Regions from separate parts of the Gossypium hirsutum genome. Here region 2 is linked to region 1. Evidence: chromatin contacts called from public Hi-C data. All regions are on one chromosome and are shown on one strand. Each heading gives the region's core, a stretch centred on a gene start, on an enhancer-like site or on the middle of the called end of the contact. The rest is flanking DNA. Distances are from core to core; before and after follow the strand shown. Region 1 holds the start of LOC107957317 (probable inactive receptor-like protein kinase At3g56050). Region 2 holds the start of LOC107960068 (protein VAPYRIN).

The links. A called contact is a pair of places that touch in the nucleus more often than the background predicts.
Region 2: a contact with region 1 is called in a Hi-C map of leaf, with 2.3 times the contacts expected there. The contact joins the promoter of LOC107960068 here to the promoter of LOC107957317 in region 1. A contact is called at or near these places in 13 of 34 Hi-C or Micro-C datasets (anther, callus, hypocotyl and 1 more).

What each region holds. Positions count from the first base shown.
Region 1 is chrA05:80,191,484-80,194,531 of Gossypium_hirsutum_v2.1, forward strand. LOC107957317 (probable inactive receptor-like protein kinase At3g56050) reads right to left here and starts at 1,583. Exons shown (of 8, transcript XM_016892821.2): 1 at 1,269-1,583; 2 at 1,036-1,174; 3 at 593-664; 4 at 345-488; 5 at 1-248. The coding sequence starts at 1,380.
Region 2 is chrA05:80,380,930-80,383,977 of Gossypium_hirsutum_v2.1, forward strand. LOC107960068 (protein VAPYRIN) reads right to left here and starts at 1,507. Exons shown (of 2, transcript XM_016896274.2): 1 at 471-1,507; 2 at 1-167. The coding sequence starts at 1,466. It overlaps LOC107960067 (probable methyltransferase PMT22), which reads right to left. Exons shown (of 8, transcript XM_016896272.2): 6 at 2,667-2,921; 7 at 2,394-2,588; 8 at 632-2,301. The coding sequence ends at 2,112. LOC121229139 (a long non-coding RNA gene) reads left to right here and starts at 2,101. Exons shown (of 2, transcript XR_005926731.1): 1 at 2,101-3,048.

The DNA.
Region 1 (3,048 bases), core at 333-2,832:
TAGGTACTGTATCATTTCCAGAAGGTTTAGAAGCAGGAGCAGAGGGAGGTCGTGGAACAGGAGCACCCCTTAAATATGTACTATTTGTGGATGGTTCAGAAGATGCAGGATGAGTTGGAGCTCTAGATGTACGAGGAGATGGAGGCATACTATAATTTAAAGGGGGTGCTTTTGGTGACTTTGCAGAAGTGTTTGCCGTTTCTTGCAGCAATCTCCTTAGCACTGCACCTTCAGATCGGTCACTGTTCCTACAAGAGCATAAACAAGGATTAAATAACTGAATAAAAAAGACTAGAAAGAAACACAGCATTGCCCCGGGTATGAGAATTGAATTGTTGACTTACTGGATTGTTAGGGAGAGATCGTTGCTGAGTCCAGATGGAAGCGATTCATTGAAATTATTGTATCCCAAGTCTAATACCTCTAATTCCTTCAGTTTGCTGATCCCTTCGGGGATAGTTCCGGTAAAAGAGTTGTTCCGCAAGATACTGTGGGGGAAAACAATTGCTTCAGAACAGTGCATACAAGAAAAGTAGATCGCCAAATCGCACTTTGCTTTTGATATCAACAATCCGATAAAGATCATACTTACATAGACTTAATATGAATTAGAGTTCCAAGCTCAGGTGCCAGTGTTCCTTCAAGACAAAGATCTTTCAAATTCCTGCATTTTTATTCAGTCCATCAAATCCTTAAACAAATTAAAGGAAATAATTCATCACAATTTGCCTAAACTTTGAATCAGTATTCAGCACAAATACCAGTGCCTTTATCTGACCAAAAAATCTACTTAAAATCCCAATTTCACAAATAAATATATATATATTGAAATTTGGTAAATTAGATATCAAAGCTAGTATTTGATATTATGTTACTACTTACAATCATATCTCAAAATTGTAAATGATACTCTCCCGACCAAAAAGTAAATAAGAAATTATTAAAGGCAGAAGATTTCATTTATGTTTCCTTTCTTTTCTCGGAAACCAAACATCATCCACCCAAAAACAAACATTGGTGCCAAAAAAAACTTACAAAGCAATAACTTTGCCATCACAGCACTCGACACCAAACCAAGAACAATGGTTAATCTCTCCATTTTCTTCCTTCCAAGCCCACAAAGCACCAAATGGATCATTCACCACTCTCTCTCTTAGTCTCAACAAAGCAAATCCTGCATATCCATTACCAAAAACCATTGTTTTCCCTCCATTTTCCCAACAAACAAACCAAACCCAAAAATTGAAACAAAAAAGTGAAAAGTTTACCTTCTTCATTCAACGACCAACAAGCCAAACTTTGACATAATAAAAGCAGCAAAACACCAACTCGAAACTCTTGTCTTAGTCTTACAAACTTCCAGTTCTTCTTCATCATCATCGTCTTCTTGTTTGAGAGGTCTTCACTCGAAAAAAAAAACCAGAAAATTTTCACTATGATAGGAAGAAAAAACAAAAAAAAAAAAAGAAACGCGGCTGAGTCAGTGGGTGAATCTAACACGATATTAGAGTTAAGACAATTTTCCTTGTTTTTCTATTTGTTTCTGGTTTTGAAAACGCGTACACTCAAAAGACTCACTGAACAACGTATCAACCTTTACAAATTTCTCCCTTATTTCATTTTTAGCCGCAGTAAATAATAAAGGTAAATTAAGGTTCCGGATAATTTTCTTTTGGCATAATTTCAAAAAATACCCTCAACATTTAGGGGATTTTGGTTTTGTGCCCGTATTGACACTCTCAACGTTACAATTTTTTAAAAAATCAGTCTAATTTTAACGGTAAATATTAGTTTACAGTCAATCAAATTACAGATCAACAAAGTATCTTATGTGGCATGCCACGTAAGCATAATGTCATAATTTTTTTTTCATTTTATATCCATTCTTACTTCTTCTTTCTTTCTCTCTTTCTTCTTCATGGTTTTTGCATTAGATGGAAACCAATAAAACAAAACCAACAAATTTCCTCAAGTAGCCTCTCACAAATCCGTTCTCTAGAAATCCACCTACCAATGATCTTGCTCCATTGCGGTCTCTATTGCCAATGGAGCCTCCTGCATCAACTAGTACATGTGCAGCTCAATTCGTTTTCCTCATCACATATCTACCCATGGGAAACTAAACAAAGCCTCTGTGCAAAGTCTATTAACTCCTCCACTACTGTCAAACGTTCTAAGGTTTGAAATCTTATCTTCCTCAATGGTGGAGAAAGAGGCATTGTCGAAGCTCACTAGGGCCAACCCACCAACTGAAGACATGGATCTCAAAAACCTTAACTCCTTCGCCCAAAACCCTAATGCCAGAGACGATGCCAACGGTGACTTCGAATCGAGTGCAAGAGATAGGAAAATGACGAAGAAACCGAAGACGTTTCTAAAAAGTAGAAACTAGAGAAGTCCGTAGAGGAAGAAAGGTTGGAGAAAAAGTCAGATGGGTCACCGAATTTGGGTCGTGTTCGACTCGATTCGAAGGAGTTCGGGTCGTCATCGGAGATGCTTGATTACTTCTACTATTTTCTTCACCATTGAGGTACTCAACTGAACTTTAACAAGGTACTAATTAAATTATCTTCTTTTTTTTCTTTGGTTTCGCTATTAGCTTTCATTAGTATTTGCGATTAATTTGATGATCTATTCTATGTAGAAGAAATTTTTTATTTTTGTTTGTATCAATAGTAGTATTACAATCATAGCTTTCATGGTGAATGAATATAGTATAAGAATTTTTTTTTATTTCACTGTTAGTGTTCATTGGTTTTGATGCACTCAGAACAATTTTTTTATAGATGACATTATCTATTACATCGTGCTGATGTAGCATGCCATATAAGCTATTTTGTTGACGTGCAGTTGATTGACGATCAACTCATATTTACTGTTAAAATTGGGCTGATTTTTAAAAAAAATCGTAATATTAAGGGTGTCAATCAAAAAATAAAAAGGTTAAGGGCTAAAACCCATAAATGTTAAGGGTATTTTCAAAATTATGCCTTTTCTTTTTAACTTTTTCTATTTGTTTTCATTTACATTTTATTTTACATCTATTCA
Region 2 (3,048 bases), core at 257-2,756, 190 kb after region 1:
TCCTTGTGGCCTTTTATGGCCGCTATATGCAGCGGTGTCAAGCCGTATTGGTCTTGGAAATTCATGGAACCACCATTTTGTAAAAGGGCTTGCAGCCGCCTCTTGTCTCCATATCTTGCCGCCATCAACACTTCCTTTCCACGTTCCATAATCTCCACCATCTCATCCTGCCATCATCAATAACAACTCACTTTTCCACTAAAAAGCTTCCATTGAATTTTCAAGGTGCCCAGACGTTAAGATACTTGATTATTAGTATATTTTATAAAAATGTTTTGTTAATGCTAAAAATATAACAATTTCGATATAGAATCATAAATGCAAAATTAATTATTTTCAAAGGTGTTAATTACAAATGATTAGCGTTATAAAAGAATATTTCCTTCCATGAAACTATATTTTTTATATTCCCAAGTTTTTGATCGAGAAATGGAATTCCCTGCCAAATTTGAAAAACCAAAACTACTTACATGCCCCTTATCACGAGCATTATCAAGAGCTGAATGGCCACGATCGTCGCAAATTGTGGGGTCCGCATCCAATTGTATCAACATTTCAATCATCCTACGGTTCCCATTAGCTACAGCTCTGTGAAGTGCAGTCCTCCCATCATTGCTCTTTGCATTCTTCTCCGCACCCGATTCTAACAACATCTTAGCACACTCGATATTTCCCTTAGTCGCCGCCAAAAGCAATGGCGTTCTGCCTTCTTTGTCTCTCCCATCCAACGTCTCCCGTCTCCCCTTCCTTAACAACGTCTCAAGGTCAGCCGTCCGATCGAGTGCTACTGCCACGTGTAACTCATTCCATCCTTTAGATTCCCACCGTGGGTCCACCTGATAAAATCCCACATTGCTGTTATTTGCATCTTCTTCTTGATCCTCACGCGAGCCTGTCCTTAAACCCGCTTCAAGCAGCAAATTCACCATGTTCTCCGAATTGTTATCCAACTGAGTCGCGACTCGGAGGAGTGACTCAGCTTCTTTCGTAGATAAATCATACAAAACCAATTTCTGCCGCTTGATAATGTTCTTCACTGCCTCAAAGTCCCCGCGGCTAACAGCTTGTTGGAGAAGAAACGGCCCAACAAAGGCGACCTTGAGCTTGATGTCCTGAGTGGGTCGAGTTGATAGCCAAGAAATTACCGAGCCGGACTGATTTGAGCCATAAGAGTCGAGGTCGAAAGGGGCAGTTCTGATGAGGAAACGATCGGAATGAGAGCGAGGAAAAGTGGGGGGGATGTGGTCTTGGGGTTTAAGGATGATTTGGAGGGCAATATGGGAAGAAGGAGGAACGAGTCCACTGGGGGGATTAACAAGGAATTTATGAGGTGAAGAAGTCTGGACTTTGAAAGCAACTGGGGAAGAAGGGCAAAGGGATCTTAAAACAAGGTTAGAACGGCATTTGGTGTTGAGAATGAAGTTTATGCGTACTTCTGCCTCTGAAATTTCAACGAAATTTTCCATTGCAGATGAAGTTTATATATGTTATTGCGAATAACTAACCAAGGTGTAATTTAGCGGTGAAGGAACAGAGATATAGCAGTTGAAATTAAGGGAAGTGTCGACTGAGAATTGTTTAGCTTGCATGTGATCTTTGTTTGGGGACGATATTTGTTGTCGTCTGACGCTTAGTTCCCACCTAAGCTTGCATGTGATCTTCGACAAAATGAGTCGTCCTTATCAAATATATTTTTAATATCTTTTAGAAAAGAGAAGTTTATATCAGACAAAGAAATAGAAATTGCTTTTAAATAATAAAATTGTGCCAATCAATGCTAAACCATTGTATCAGTATTTTTTTAAAAAAAAAAAAAGATAAGATGAGCTTGAGGAATTTTATATCAAGTAAAAACAAATAAATTGTGAGGGAGACAGCACAACCATATTCATATTTAAAAAAAAATAATAATAATATGTAGATATTTTTTTATTCCTTCAAAGATATAGAACAAAATGTCCAAATCCCTCTATTGGATGACCTTTTCTATACGATTTACACCAAATATTAGAAAAAAAAATGAGAGGTAAATGTCAAAAGTCTAATCCTTCTTCCTTGCAAATCGAAGAATAAAGTGGGAGTTGAAGTACCTTGGTCCGTGTTCCTTGCATTTAGTATTTGGGACGCCAAAACCCCTTCTTCCCAACAAGAAATTGGCCTTCATAAAGGCGTGTCGACCACTGTAGTGATCGCAGTACTGGATTCAGCTTCTGAATGGTTTCCATGGTGTCTTGAAGTAACAGATATCCACCAGGTCTCAGTATGCGATCCATTTCCACAGCTACATCTATAATGTTACATCTGACAGACAGGTTCAAAATCTCGCATCACCATTCTACATTATTCACTCTTTTTCAAGTACAAATCAGAGCAATAGATCATTACTTATATACCTCTCTTGACGGTTTTTGAAGAGAAAACTGGAATGCAGCAGATCATATGTTCGAGGGTACGTACTCAATGACTCGCACCAGTCATGATAGATTCCGATCAAGCCCCTTTCGAAAATAATGGACAAGGTATCTTGTGCATCAATTGGTACAACATTCATCACCCAGAGAGGAAGCTCATTAAGTGCCGCCGCAAACCTGTAAAACCACAATGCCTATGGTGTTGTAAGATTTCTTTATGACAGAAACCTGTAAAAACATAGTTCTATTTCTTACCCTCCATAACCAGCATTCATATCCATCACATTTCTTAAACTAGCCCAGTTTATAGCTAGAGCATCAAAATAGACATCAGATACAAGTGCAGCCCAATGTTTGGTGTCCTCATTGAATATAGCTTGGGCATCTGCTTCAGCTGGAAGGCTTTGAGGCTTATTCCTAAGCCTGTGGGGCCATGGTGAGGGCCAGCCAAGCAAATTACCGTTGCTATCAACTGGAAGTCTGGAAGTACAATGCCTAAGAGGCTTGTACCTGTCATTGTGAATTAGAAATCTCAAGAAGCAATTTCAACATAATTAGAAGGTAGCATCTTTTATGCCAACATTATTTTAGGACAGAACACTCTGTCTACACATAACAAGTGGCACACAGAGCTGTG